Regions from separate parts of the Rattus norvegicus genome. Here region 2 is linked to region 1. A link is a contact called in public Hi-C data. All regions are on one chromosome and are shown on one strand. The core of a region is the stretch at or near the end of the contact, and the rest is flanking DNA. Distances in the headings are between cores, read along the strand shown.

Region 1 (7,442 bases), core at 2,472-4,971:
TCAAAACGGCAGGAATCTGGATGCAGAGCTGAGGCAGAGGTCATGGAGGCATGTAGTTGATGTTTGTATGCAGGTGAGGGCTGGCACAAGTTAAGGCAAGGCCTGTGATTGGGCAGTGAAACAGTAAGGCAGGCACAGAGTTTTGAAGGGAGGAGGAGAAGGAAAAACCAAGTTGGAGACAGAGAAGGACAACTCAGATCCTTGTGGCCTTAAATGGCCACAGGTAGTTATGAATATTTCTTATGGGATGGATTTTTATAGGACAGTTTGTCCCATCCAGGTGGGCAGTTTATATCATTATCAATTGGTTGTGAATTTATTATGTGGACATTTTGTGGATTGAGAAGTTAAGATGTAAATCTGATTGCTAGATTACAAGCTTATTGAGTTTTGATTTTAATGCGTTACTGGGAGTTGTGACTGTAACCACAGGGGATGGAGGGAATGTCAACAGAGTTCTCAGCAAGAGAGCCACAGTATAGGCAGACTCTGTGGAACTGGCATGGCGGCAGCCCGCCTTGGGAACAAGACGGGTAGAGAGATTGTTGCCAGGCTCAGAGAGAGGCCATGGGCAGCGTGAGATGGGATAGAGCACAGCGGGTGATACGCTTTGCTGACTGAGATGAAGATATCTACCAGATATCTTGGAGCACTGCGGTGCCAGACCCAGTGCGGGATAAAAGACAGTGTTTTGGGGGGTCTTTTTTGTTTGTTTTTTGGGGGTATTTTTGTTTGTTTGTTTTATACTTTTACAGCAACACAAGGTGATAGAGTTGGAAGAGGGCAGCTGCTGTCGGGCTCAGAGAGTAGCTGGCAGCAGTGTGGGATGGAGTTTGGGAGCTTGGCGAGTCAGGTTGAGGTGCTTTGCTGATTGAGATGAAAATACCCCACAGATGCCATGTGGCCCACCAGAGCCAGCACTAGCGAGGGATGGTAGAATGTTTTTATATTTACCACAACAGAGGCGTGCTGCCTACTGACTTGTTCCCCATGGCTTGCTCAGCCTGCTTTCTTGTAGGATCCATCCTAAGTTCTCTCACACAGGGATGACAACAGCCACAAGGGGCTGGGCCCTCTCCCATTGATCACTAATTAAGGAGATGACTTATAGCCTGATCTCCTGGAGGCATTTCCTCAGTTGAGGTTCCCTCCTTTCAAATAACTGTAGCTTATTTGAAAGTCCACAAAAGACTGGCCAGCACACCACTCTTCCTGATTGGTTGCTGGCTTGGCTCTGTGAGGCTGTGTATGTATTGTGAGATTTGAAACTCTTTTCAGGACAATCAGTAGATCTCTTCCTGGCTTGCTGTGGCCTGGTTAAAAACCCACTCACAGACTCCTCCTCCTGCTACATGTCATTCACTCAGCTCCTTCAGAACCCAAGAGCAGCTGTAGATGCTGGGAATAGGACAGTGGACATGTTCAAGGTCTGCCCCTGAGAGCTTGTACCTGTGACGCAATACAGAGCAGAGGAACAGTGACATCATCTATCACTTTTAGGATATCTGTTGTCCTAAAGATGGAAACTTGTGCATGCTAGGCCTGTCCCAAGCTGTGTCCCCAGTTCTAAAAATCTTCTCTTTACAGAAAAGATTAACCTTGCCAACAGATGCCTCAGAATCCTGGGCCCATCCCGCATGCATTTTCTGCTTGGTGCATTCAGTAACCTGATGACACCCCTCTCTGACTCCTCTGATCTTAAAGGAGCATTAAAGGCATTTGGGTGTTGTCCCTGTTGCTCAGCAAGACTATACCCACCTTCGCCTTTCCCCAGAGATTCTGCGAAGAGTCTTAGCTTGCCGAGGCCTGCCCTTCTCCCTTCCACCCACTGTGACCCTGACACTGCCCAACCCCACCCCATTCCTAGCAAAGTCATGCACAAAGCCACTGAATTCTGTGAGTTTTCATGCGTTTCTATATGTGGACTTCTGGAAGCATGGCCCTGGAAACAGGCAGGCAGGTTTTGTTCTGTGTGAAAGGGCAGTGCTAATAACCAGAGGTGGTGGACCCTGCAGGCCTCACCAGCATCTGGAAGTAAACTACTGGGTAGCCATTACCATCAGAGTGGATCTTTTAGGACTCTGTTCAAAGGATCATGTGGCTACAAGCTCTTCCCATGAAGGACCCAGTGGGAAGAAGTTTGGTCTTTGTGGGCCAGGTCTTGGCAGCTCAGCTCTACCTCAAACACAGGAAAGCAGCAGTGGGTGACAGTAAGAATCAATAAGTATGGATGGGTGTAGGAAGATTTTTGGTTTCTTTAAAAAACACAGAAATATGGGCTGGAGAGATGGCTCAGTGGTTAAGAGCACTGACAACTCTTTCAGAGGTCCTGAGTTCAAGTCCCAGCAACCACATGGTGGCTCACAACCATCTGTAATGGGATCTGATGCCCTCTTCTGGTGTCTGAAGACAGCTACAGTATACTTATATATAATAAATAAATAAATCTTTTAAAAAAAGCAGAAATATTTTAAGAATATGTTTAGTTTTAATCGCAGGAGTGGGATATGGGGGTGCTTCAGATGGTCCACAGCAGCCAACTGAATTTGCCTCATGCTCTAGCAGAGGTATGGTTTTGCCAGCTGCAGATAGTTTCTGTGAGTGTGTGGAACTCTGGGCACTCTTCAGAGGGTATAGACACTAGAGCCCGAGAGAGGTGGTGGGCTGTGGTTGGCTGCTGTTTGTTAAGTAGTCATACACAAAGAGGAAGAAATTAGATGTCCTGTTGGTGAAGATCAGTCTTGCCCCAAGGAACTCAACACCCTAGTTATCAGGAAATAGTTTTAACAATAACGACTCCCCTTTCCCCCTCTATTCTTTTTTCTCTCTTACCTAGTGTTAGGGTGTTGAAGGAGTGGGAGAAGGGTGGAAAAGGGTGGAAGAAAGAAGACCCACCAAGTAGTCAAACTCGGCAGCCAAGGACGAGGGAACATCTGTTCATCAGAGCAGAGTGGTCTCCATTTGACCTACAAGCATGGTATTCTGATGATGCGAACTGTGCTCTCAAATGTGGGCACATTTAATAGGTAGGAGAAGGGAGTCTGTGGAAGATCTAAGTAGAGGAAAGAAAGGCAGCCCCTTCATACACACACACACACACACACACACACACACACACACACACACACACACACACACACACACACACCCAGGACTGCCTTGCTTGTTTATTGTGGTAAGGCATGAGAAGTCGGGCTCTGAAGAAAGCAACCACTGCTGCAGCAAAGCAGGGAGGCACAGAGCTCCCTTGAATGTGGAAATGAAGGTAAAGGTGGAAAAGACTGCCAGGGAAAGGCAAGCAAAAACTCCTTAAACGTTTGCACAGCACAGTGCTGTTTTAAAACTCACTTATGATATACACATAAACCCTCCAAATGCTCTTTCTCAGCAAATTAATAAGCCACCAGTTGTGCCTTTCATGTAAACCTCTTTTCTCCAATGTAATTGCAAAAGCTATAGGTAGCTGGTATCTTGCAAATCACAATTTTCCAGAACTTTGCACTCTTGCTCTGTGTGGGTGGAAGATTCTGAATAATTAAACACAAATTGTAATTTCTTTCTTTCTTTTTTCTTTTTCCATTCATCCTATGGCTCTGAGAGGGAATTCTCGGCGGGAAAGTTGCATAAGCAGGCTGAGAGCCAAGGCACTGTTGTATCACAGCAGGGTGGGAGCAGCCAAGCGTGGGTGGCACCATGGTCAGGCTCTGAGGCAGAGCAGAGGCAGTGTGAGTCATCAAGGGGAAAGGGGGGTGTCTCCAGAGCATGCTGTGGGGTGCAAAGGAATGGGGCTCAACCGCCATACTTGGAGCTGAGGGTAGCTGAGGAGCTGGGCCCAGAGGCAGAGTGGCTGAGAATTAGGGTGTTTCATAGCCTCTGTGAGGCATTTCTCCCAGGTGAGGTGGCTTCCGTGTTCTGGAGATGGTGCAGTCGGAGGACAGCAGCGTCTAGGACCTAGCCAGTGTATGTGGTGAGATGGGGTAGCTCAGCACAGCAGCTGTCCACAGGAGGGACCCACATCCTTGACAACAAGTACTCTACCCTTCCCTCTAGCAGCAGCCACCAGTCCAGCCATGTGTGGAGATGAGGGCAGGCACCTTATTATCACTCGTTCCTACTGGGTCCTTTGTGGGACACATGGAGCTACCCAGTGGTTTACTCCCAGAGGCTGGTGAGGCCTGCAGGGTCCACCGTCTCTGGTTATTATTAGCACTGCCCATTCACAGAGAACAAGACCTGCCTGCCTGTTTCTGGGCCACGCTTCCAGGGGCCACACACAGAAACACATGGTCCAGGCATGGCTCTTGGCAGTATTCGCCCATGCTGTTAGTTGGATTGTTTTTTAAAATGTTTTTAAAGTGTATGTGTGTTTGTCTGTGTGTCTGTGCACAGCGAGTGTGTGTACGCACGTGTCTGTCTGTGGAGGCCAGAAGAGGATGTCAGATCCCTTAGAAGTGGAGTTACACGTAGTTGTGAGCTACCTGACGTGGGTGCTGAGAACTGAACCCAGGTTTTCGGAAAGAGCAGTAAATACTTTGAACCACTGAGCTGTCTCTCCAGAGCCCTATTAAATGCATCGTGTAATAATCTAACATGGCTTGTTCAGGTCATGTGGCCAATAGGTACCAGGATTCTGGCCCAGGCTAGCCCACCTTAGCATCCCATGATGCACAGTGAAGAATGACGAAATGGGAACACCTCTATGCTTTGTCATTAGCTGCCACTCTAGACTCACACGTGACAGCAGCGTTCTCCTGGGTAGCAGAACGTACTCTGCCCTGTTGCTGAGGGGGATTCAGACAGTGCACAGCACTTCCTCCACTCCCACCAAGCTGGTCTCAGACTTACGTGATGAGAACTGTTACGCTGAGGTGCCACCAGGGGCGGCTGAGGAGAGAGATGATCTGCCTTCATAGTGGAATTAGCATTTGGACCTGTTTGGAAATGCCCACTTTTAGTTGACCTCCCTTCGGTGTTACGTGGGTCTGAACAACCTCTGTTTGCCTTATAAAGTATTTCCAAAGTTACTGATGTACTTTCATTGAATGAATGGCTATTATTTTGTTGTTGTTGTTGTTGTTGTCTAGCAAAAACTGACACGTATAAAAAGTCCGGAGCCAGGGTCGTAGCTTACCAATAGATCACTTGTCCAGCACGGCCCTTGGTTCAGTCCTCAGTGGTTGTGTGTTTTTTAGAAAAAGGAATTTAGTCAAGCAGGTTTCAGATGCAACTGTGTTTCTGATCCTCAGTCCCCACATGCCTTCTGGATGAGTCTGGTAGCTCAGCAGCTGCGTTGGGTTGGTACAGTGAGAGCGGGGTTAAAGGGCCTCAGTTTCCACACTGTGCAGATTAATCCTGTACCAGCCTCTTTCTCTTCAGCCCATCTTAATTTATTCCAGGCTGTTAGAACCTCAGTTTCACAGAGTCCTTCCTGATCCACTAGCTTTACTCTCTGGGACTATTAACTGTGTTCAATTTTCTCAGCTTGGTTTTCTTTTCCCTCTTGTCTTGAACTTAAATACTTCTGCAAGGGGGAAGACAAAAACAAAACAGCACAAACCGCAGTGAACAATGAAATCCAAACTGTCTGCAACTTTAAATCTGACACAGTTTATTTTATGTGCGGTCTCTGGTTCTTCTGCTTGAAATGCCTGGGGACTCTGCACACCAGGCTTCACACACAGGGCTGTGTGGCCCCAAATCCTCTTCCCGCAGTTCCTTAGGGTGGGGTTGGTCATTAGCTGCACACACTACTCTCTGTGGCCGTGTGACCTTGCCACAGGGGTGGCTGTGACAGTGTATCATCACAGGCTGCCTGGAGGTTCATATAGAACAGACCTGGCCAGGAATCAGGGCTACAGACAAAGGCCTGTGTGCATCACTTCTGCTCGCACTCTGACCTCAGCACTCTGGCTTGGTAATCCACAGATGACATGGCCTTCGATGTATCCTGGTTTGCAGTACACTCTTTTGGCTTGGACAAGGCTCCCATCCTCCTATCCTCCTTGGACCGGAAGGGAGTCGTGACTACAGGCCAGAGGGACTGGAAGAGTACCGTCAGCCTGGAGCGAGTGAGCGTGCTGGAATTTTTGCTGCAAGTGCATGGCTCTGAGGACCAGGACTTTGGCAACTACTATTGTTCTGTGACTCCCTGGGTGAGGTCACCAACTGGTTCCTGGCAGAGGGAAGCCGAGATCCACTCCAGGCCCATCTTTATAACTGTGAAGATGGATGGTGAGCTCCCGCTCTGGGTATCTAGAATGTCTTCCCTTGTGTTGCAGCACATAGAATCCAGGCTTCTAGAGCTTGGTCCAGCTTGGTTTTTCTCAAGGGTCTGCTGACTTGGGCCAAAGCAGTTTTGCAAGTTGCTAGCTTTGCAGTCCTGACACCACTGAGGAAGGACTTTTAGGAAGCTCAGCTCCTCTGTGACTCTGGAAACCCACTTCCCCACATCCTAAGGTGGGCATGGCTTCTGCTATGTGGGGGCAGAGAAGTCTCCAGGTGAGACTGTGGGTTAAAGACAGTTCTTGCCCACCTGCTGTTTCATTGTTTTTGAGATGCAGTCTCATAAGTCCCAGACTTGCTTCAAATTCACTGTCTAGCCCAAGGCTGGCCTTGAATTCCCGATCTACCTCTCAGCATCTATTGTTTTACTTGGAGAAGGAAGGTTTCCTCGGAGCCTCTAGCAGAGTGGGGAACTCTTGGAACCCTACAATAGGAGAATGTCTCTACTGACCCATACCAAACCCACCCCACCCAGACCAACCTAACCAATCAGACCTCTACCCCACAGGCCCCCAAGCCTCCCTGAGCTAGGCATTTGTCCCTCTAGTCTCAAGAAACGTGTCTGCCCTGTAAGAGCTTCAGAGTGTTATGCTACCTGGAACGACTCCATGGAGAGAATTAATTCCAGATGCTTAAGGGTTAGGAGAAGCATTGACCAAGAACATGTTTCCCTAGTGGCGAATCAGTCTAAGGAGAAGAACATTTGAGGTTCCTCCTCACTTAGCTTTTCTCTTGGGTGACTTTTTCTGAGGAGTCTACTTATAGTCACCCCAGATGAAGAGGACAGTGACTGGCCAGAGAAACAATTTTACCCAAGTCCAGCTTGGTGAGTGTCTTAGTCAGGGTTTCTATTCCTGCACAAACATCATGACCAAGAAGCAAGTTGAGAAGGAAAGGGTTTATTCAGCTTACACTTCCACATTGCTGTTCATCACCAAAGGAAGTCGGGACTGGAACCCAAGCAGGTCTGGAAGCAGGAGCTGATGCAGAGGCCATGGAGGGATGTTACTTACTGGCTTGCTTCCCCTGGCTTGCTCAGCTTGCTCTCTTATAGAACCCAAGACCACCAGCCCAAGGATGGCACCACCCACAATGTGCTGGGCCCTCCTCCCTTGATCACTAATTGAGTAAATGCCTTACAGCTGGGTCTCATGGAGGCA
Region 2 (7,442 bases), core at 2,445-4,944, 250 kb before region 1:
CTTAAGAAGAGGGTTTTGAAAGAGCTGAGAACAGAAGCCACCTGCATTATCTGATAACGTGTGTTTATTGGGTAAACCAGAGAAAACAGATGGGAAAATAGAACTCAAATGGTACAATGACTGGGGCAGGGGTGGCTCATTCAATAAAATTCTTGCCTTGTAAGTATAAAGACCTGAGTTTGGCTCCTAGAACCTGGGTGAAAACATGGGTTGTTAATGTACACTTATAATCCCCACTCCAGGGAGGGGAGGCCTGGGGCTCGCTGGCCAGCAGACTCACTTACTTATCGAGCTCCAGGTAACCTAGAGACTTTGTTTAAAAGTGGGCAGATGGCTTTCCTGAGGGTGGATTTCTAAGAGTTGTTCTCTGGCTTTCACATGTATACACACATATATGTCCACATGCATTTAAAACAACCCCCATCTGCTCACGCATGTGCACACACACACACACACACACACACACACACACACACGAGAAGCCAGTAGAGGTCAAATGCCTGCTTCTCAGCCTGTATAAAAATGTAGGATTGTAAAAAGTATGAGTTTGGGGAAAGTGTGACCCCCAAACTGAACAAGAGGCGTGGACATGGTGGATCAAGACTAGAGAACTAATCCTGAGGACACTGGGCCTCAAGGGGCTGAGGAGAGATGGCTCAGCCACTAAGAGCACTAGGTGCTTTTTAGAGGACCTGGGTTTTGTCCCTAGCACCCACATGGCCGCTTGTAACCATCTGTAATTCCATTCCATTGTCATAGCAGGAGTGGAGGGAGGCATATCAGATAGCCCAGACAAACTGAGCAGGGCCTTTGGTGCTCTGGAGGTAAACTTGTGTCCTTCCTCTCAGCCAAAGCTATGTTGAGGAGCAGACACCACCATTCCAGGTGAGAAAGCCACTGTTCCCTCCACCTCGATACAAAGGAAAAGCTAAAACCTAGGCCCTACAGCACTTGGAATGCTGAACCCCCAGGGAAAGGGCTCACACATGGACAGACACCTTCTCATGTCTTCTTTTTGTGGGGCTGGAGATCAAACGTGAAGCCTTGCAACCTCCAGGCAAGTGTTCCACCACCGAGCTCTCCCTCAGCCTACAGAGACTCCCTTGGAAGGCAGGTGAGAGCTTCTTTCTTAGGAGCTCCTGGTCACTAGAACAGAAGCTGAGAGCTTGCTTGGCAGGCTTTGAATCCCAGCCTTGGCCCTCTGCTATACACAGAATGGAGTGAAGACCGTCTCTTCCTGGTCCTTCTCCTGCATGGGCTAGGCATCAGGTGTGAAGTTGTCTAGAGAATGCACGAAGCCGGATTTTGTTAGACTGAGTAGCTCTTGTGGAAGTTTGGTGCTAGCCTTCGCCCTTCCTTGTACCTGATCCTATGTTAGTACTCTCCTGCAGACCTTGGATGTGATGACTATCAGCTGCCAACCCTTCCACTGGGAGAACGACCCCAAAGTCCCCAAGGCTTCTTTCAAGTATTTCAAGCGAATGCTGAAATGGACAGCTAGGTCCAGGTCATAGACTTGGCCAGGGCTTTGAATGTTCTCATGTCTTCAGAGAGCCACCCAATCTCCAGTGGCTGCTCTTGTGCCCACTGTCCACACCTGATGTTTCAGGTGTGTGAGCACACAGTCAGCAGCCAAAAGACCCCGATGGAAATAAACGAACTCTCAAAGATGCCCAGGCTCTGGCTGAGGTTTGGGTAGGATAGAGGTGTGGAGGGCACACAGCTGCAAGTCCTGTGGCACTCAGGGCCTCCTCTCTGACACGATTCCCATCCAGAAAGATGCCAATCCCTCTCTTCTCCGACTTATACTCGGTAACTCTGCAGAATGCTGGGGAAGTAGAAGGGATGGTGTGGCCTCTAGAGACTAAGTCACAAAAAGCCAGGCACCTCAGCTGCTTCCCTTAGGTGGCTGGCTGTGTTCTAGACATTTTTTCTGAGGGGAAAGCCCCACCTTGTGGGGAGCTGCCATCCAGACAGAGGCCTTGTGGGATATGCCAATCAAGCTTCCAAGGGCAGGCATCAGGCACATCAGTGAAGCCACCATCTTCCATGTTCAACATCCAGCCATCCACAGCAGCCCAGGCACCTAGTGCCTCTCCCAGCAGGACACTGAAAGCCAGGACTCCAGAAGTGTCCTGGTGTGGCTGCGTCAGGTGTGGTGGCCAGAGCACACTCAAAGTGTGATCAGTGTGTCTTCTTAAAGCCACGTTTCTCAGTCCTTGACCCCTGAATTTCCCACAACTGTTAGGTCTCCATGAGCTGAGCTTTCTTTTCATCGATAAACCCTTATAGAAAAAGACTGGACTTTACAGTAACCCCCTCTGAGTTGCCCCTGTCAAGAACAAGGCCTTCCGTGAGCCCTCCCCTTCCACCTAGGCAGTTGCTTTCTGACCCCTCCTTCCACTCTACCTGTACTTCTCGGCAACATTGGATTCTTCTTTGGTCTGAAGATACACCCAACGTGGTCTCCTGCCTTACTCTTCTCCTGAAGGCCCGTCACTAAATTCTATGCTAGTTCATGTTGCTTATTTAAAGCCCCCACTGTGAATGCAGATATAGGCAGGGCTACTTCCTGGGGGCGAGGGGTCTAGAAAAGTCAGGCACAAGAGTACTAGGTGGTCAGTAAATACTCACTGCAAAAATAAAAGAACACCACGCCACAATCACTGTTACCTACAACACAATGGTGTGCTTCGCTCTAAAAATGCTTGCCAAATGCCCCGGTGAAATATCTAAACAATGACGTCCTCTCAGTGCCTTTGGAAAGGGGCACATGATTTCTCGGGCCCTTTCAGCCTCCCTCTCCAGCTTGCCTGCCTCTTCCATGACAGGAGCATGTGTCCCTCTCTTCCACCTGGCTCCTTTGCCTAGGACGCCCGGTGCTGGCTCAGGCACAGCTCTCTCAGCTTCAGTTTTGTCTCTGTCCAGATCCACTGCTCACACTCCTCACAGACACCAGGTCCCAGGTGCCTGTCTCACCTCTCTCCTCAGCCTGGAAAGCAGGAGGATGTGTGCCCTGCTGTCTCTGCCACTCTGCCTTTCGTGTAGCAGCCGGGGTAGGTACAGGTGGGTGTGAGGGGTTTGTGGGATGGAACGCAGGGGTTGGGGGACATATCAGGTGGTTGGAGTCTGTTGATTTGGAGAATTAGTGTGAAGAGAAGTAGGATAAATGCACACACCCCAGAGACATAGATCTCAGAAGCAGAAAGCAAAGCCAGGACTGGCCTTAGCATTTCCAAGCTGTCTTCTTTATCTGCAAAACTGTCTAGCCAAGATGGCCTCCAATTCTTGATCCTCCTATTTCCTTCTCCCGAGTACAGAGATGATGATATCCTGCCAGTGATCAGATCAGATTTTTTTTTAAGACAGGGTCTTGTCTTGCTGTGTAGCCCAGGATATCCCCCACAGTAGTCATCCTCTTGTTTCAGCCTGAAAATGCTGGGGTTATGCATGTGCCACCATAGCCAGCAAAAACACGCTTTGTGAAGGGTGAGGAAAGTAGACTGAAAACCACAATTCAAACTCAAGTTTGAGTGTTTTAACTCCAGGCAAGGAAATTAGCAGGGGTGCAATTCAGGTTGTTGCCAGAGGGTGGCAGCAGGAGACAGGGGCTTAGCCTGAAGGTCTTTTGCAACAAAGCGGTCCTGAAAGCTGCGAGCCAGGATTGTGGTTGTTGGATGTTTGTGCACAGCGCACTGCCTTCTCTCCTGCTGTGGAATCAGGCCACTGCCGAGCTGAGCCAAACCTAGCCGCTTCCCTCCCGAGTGACTGACCCGCTGATCCTTGGTGGTTTTCGCTCTTTTTTTTTTTTTTAAACTTTATTGATTTTTTTGTGAATGTCACATCTCGGCCCTCAATCCCACTCATCTCCTCTCTCCAAAATAAAATAAATAAAAAAAAAGAAAAAACCAACAACAAAATCCAACCACACCAAAAAATCCCCATCTGGTTGTGGAAGCCGTAGTTCATCACAGAGTATTTGTCACACAATGTACACCATTTCCCAATCTGCTTTACTTGCAAATGTTCATTGTGTGAGTCACTAGTCTGGTTCCAGGCCTCTGGCTTCTGCTACACCATCAATACTGGATCCTCACCAGGACTCCTCTTGGACATCCTGTTGTTGTCCTGTGTCATGGAGCTCCTGAAGCTTTGGATCTACAGGACTGACCTTTCCCACGCCTCAGCAGTCCGTAGATGAGGTAGATTTTGGAGTAGGCCAACTCAAAGTCCTGAATGTGGGCCTGGGTGGCAGCTGAGCTGTCAGCCCACCAGCTCTCCAGCACTGCCGCGCTAGGCTAACTCACCCAAGGCCACAGGGCTGGTGAGGGGTGGTGCCAGCTCTCCAGCGCTCACACCGAGGGGGATGGCTCACCAGCAGGGACACACACACACACACACACACACACACACACCAGGGCCAGTTCTATTGTGCTGACCAGGTAAGGTACAGGATCTACCAGCTCTGCACAGCCCTTAGACATCAACATGGGCTCAAGCAGGAACCCAGACCGTGGACGTCCACAGGCCTTTGGTGCTAATGTGAACCACCAACCACCAACATCATCACAGACCCCTGCTACTGCATGGCCACAGACCAAGACATGGCCCTCAGAGGCAGCACTGGCCCAGACTTCACCATGATCTCAGATGGTTGGACGGGCTACTTACATCAGGCTATCCCTTCCCATCCTCATCTCCAGTTCAGCCTCTCTTCACAGTGACTGCATCAGACATGCATACAGTGAGCGGCTGGCTGTGCTGCGGGTGGGCCGCGCATCCGGCAGGCCTCTGGGTGAAGCATTTGTTTTCATTCTTCTCCTTAACTTCACTATATTGTTTGGCGATTTCTGGTGATTGTTGTTGTTGTTACTGTCATTGTCTTTTTAAAATCGTTTTGTTTCATTTTTAATTTAATACTTCTATTAGTTCTTTGAGAATCACATATAAGCATGCAGCATTCTGATGTTTGCTTTTGAGACAGGGTCTCTCTGTGTACCTTGCAACTCAACTCTCTGGGTGCTGGATCACAAGTGCGCCTCTCCTGCTGTAGAGTAAGTATTTTCGCTGGTGACCTCACCTAGTCATTGCCGTAAACTTCAGAGACGAATAGAGCAGGCAGGATCGTTTCCTCCTTCTCTCACCTCAGCACTTTCATTATGAGGGAACAGAGGCACAGAGAGGTTGCCTTCATGATAGTGAGAGAGCAGTAGAAACGTGAAAATCCATCCATTGAGCCTGCGTCTTCTAACTTCGATCCCGTCATGCCATTGTTTCCAGAAGCCATTCTGTTCAGTTGTTCCTGCAGTCAGCGTTTTGGACTCCTGCTGTTCACTGGAGGTCTGCACAGACTTCCAGCATTCTGGTCACTGTGGTCACCTTGGCTAGCTGGGGTCAGCATCCCCTTCCTTTCAGGAAGAAGCCTCAGCCTACTTCCCTCTACCCAGACAGCAGTAGCACCTCCTCCATGAGCCGCTCCCAAGTTAGCTGTTGAGAAACACCCTGTGTCTCTGCGTCATGCATGTCTTGGGCTTTCGGATCACAAACCCACAGCCTCTGCTGGTCTTACAGCTGAGCAATTCCGAGACATCACCAGGAGGAGGGTTGCAAAGCAGAAACAAGATGCAAAGAAAGTCACACAGTCTTTAAAGTTTCTTGGTTTACTTGAGGAGCTAGGACGCATCCCAGGGTTCCCAACAGCCAGGCAGAGGCTGCATCAGTTAGCTGCATCTGCAGCCCAGACTTTCCTACTTCTTGCTGTTCCTCGTGTCAGATGGCTGAGCCTTGGCCTTGAGCTTTCCTGGCCTACCCTCAGGGTGACAATCTCAGTCTCCCCCATTTCCACTCTCTTAAACACAGCACGTTCTATTCCTGTTTATCTGGGGTTTCCCTCTTCACAGTTTCAGTTACCCGAGATCCAACACAGTTCAAAAACATTACATGGAAACTTCCAGAATTAATGAATTTATATCTTTTCCATGACTGTTCTCATAGCTTATTGCCACAGTTGCTCAAATTTGGAATTAGTTCTTATTAATCTTCTAAGGTACCCAATTTATAAACAAAACTTGATTACCAAAAATTAATTAAGGTGTATGCAGAGTCAGCAGTCCCCAGATCCAACGGGGGGGGGGGTGGTGGTTGTGGGATGGATCACCTATACAAAGGGGCTATTGTAGGCCTCTCCACCAGGAACACAGAGGCAAGGGGAAAGCAAGGCTGACAGACATCAATGCTGTCTTAGGGCCCAGACACTGTGGGACATATCCCCTCATCTGACCCTCACAGTGAGCTGGAGGAACTGAGGACACACACACCAGTGCCTGGAGTCACACATCTATTGTATGATGGGGAGTGGAGGGAGTGTTTTCCCCCATCACATGACTGACTGCTGATGACAGACAAGTTTGTCCTTCTTGAAGAGACATTTTACCCTGAGGGGACTTCCAGGTTTGGTGATTCTAGCCTTGGAACCTGAAGTAACCTATGGGTGGCAGCCGTAAGAGGAAAAGGAAGCTCCATTGTTTTCCCTCAGGGAAGTAAGCTAATGGAGGGCAGGTCTGCAGGCAGGAGGTGGTCCACGGAGAAAGAGCTCATCACCTGTCACAGGACATAGGCTGCTGGCCAAGCACACCCAAACACGTTGCCTGGCAACAACAGTCCCCATGAATGGGATGCAGCTGTGGCTGCTGACAGATGGGGCCAGCCAGATACGACCAAGCTGAACATCAACAAAAACCTGGCCACAAGCAGGCAGGCAGCGTAGCTTCTCGGGCTGATAAGCACCGAAGCCATGGTGAATGTAAGTTGTTAGTAAACAATGCTATTGCTTGGCACCTGGTTTGGATTTTTGCCTGAGTGTGAAAGTGTGACCAGGGCTTGGCTAGAGGCAGAGACAGGAGCCCCTCTTAGGAAGCCTGGTTAAACAGGACTCAGGCAAATAGGACTCAGTGGTAGTCTTAGGACAGGAGGGCTAAGTTCCCAGAGTTTAGAGTCCAGCCTCCAGGGGCTGAAAACCAGACAATGGCCTGACCCAACAGGGCAGATGCAATCCAGAAGCTCCCTGGATTTAGAACCCTCAACTGAGTGGCCAAGTGAAGACCAGATTCTCTTTTGCCTTCCTCTAAAATCCCACAACTCAAGCCATCCAGTAGGAGATGAATTTAGAAACATTGTTTCGGTCACCATGTCAACTTGACCTGAGCCTTGCCTGGCTCTCCCTGGTCTCACAGTAAAGGAAGTAGTGTTGGACGCCCCAGTACTCCAGGGAACTCAGCCAAGACCTCTGGGGGCCCGTTCTTCCTCTTCCTCCACTTCATATTCCCTTCCTGTTAGTCTACCTCCCAGGAGCCTTTGTTTGAGCTGGAAAAAGAAGGAGTGGAGAGAGATCAGGAGATCAGCCTTGGACCGTAGGGCACGTGTAAGGAGAAGCGGGAGGGAGT

What was found. Hi-C and Micro-C count contacts between places; a contact is called where the count stands out from the background.
Region 2: a Hi-C map of the Rat2 cell line shows a contact between it and region 1, with 3 times the contacts expected there. The contact joins two enhancer-like sites. A contact is called at or near these places in 2 of 12 Hi-C or Micro-C datasets (the A7r5 cell line and the Rat2 cell line).

Annotation. Positions count from the first base shown.
Region 1 is chr2:191,162,545-191,169,986 of GRCr8, reverse strand. Ptgfrn (prostaglandin F2 receptor inhibitor) reads left to right here. Exons shown (of 9, transcript NM_019243.2): 8 at 5,926-6,231. Among named protein-coding and RNA genes, the nearest start is that of Cd101, 18 kb to the right of the region's middle. Within about 2 kb of position 3,721, at least 27 of the 93 cell types and tissues checked have an H3K27ac peak or open chromatin away from gene starts, as enhancers often do.
Region 2 is chr2:191,416,728-191,424,169 of GRCr8, reverse strand. No RefSeq gene overlaps it. Among named protein-coding and RNA genes, the nearest start is that of Cd2, 7.8 kb to the right of the region's middle. Within about 2 kb of position 3,694, at least 18 of the 93 cell types and tissues checked have an H3K27ac peak or open chromatin away from gene starts, as enhancers often do.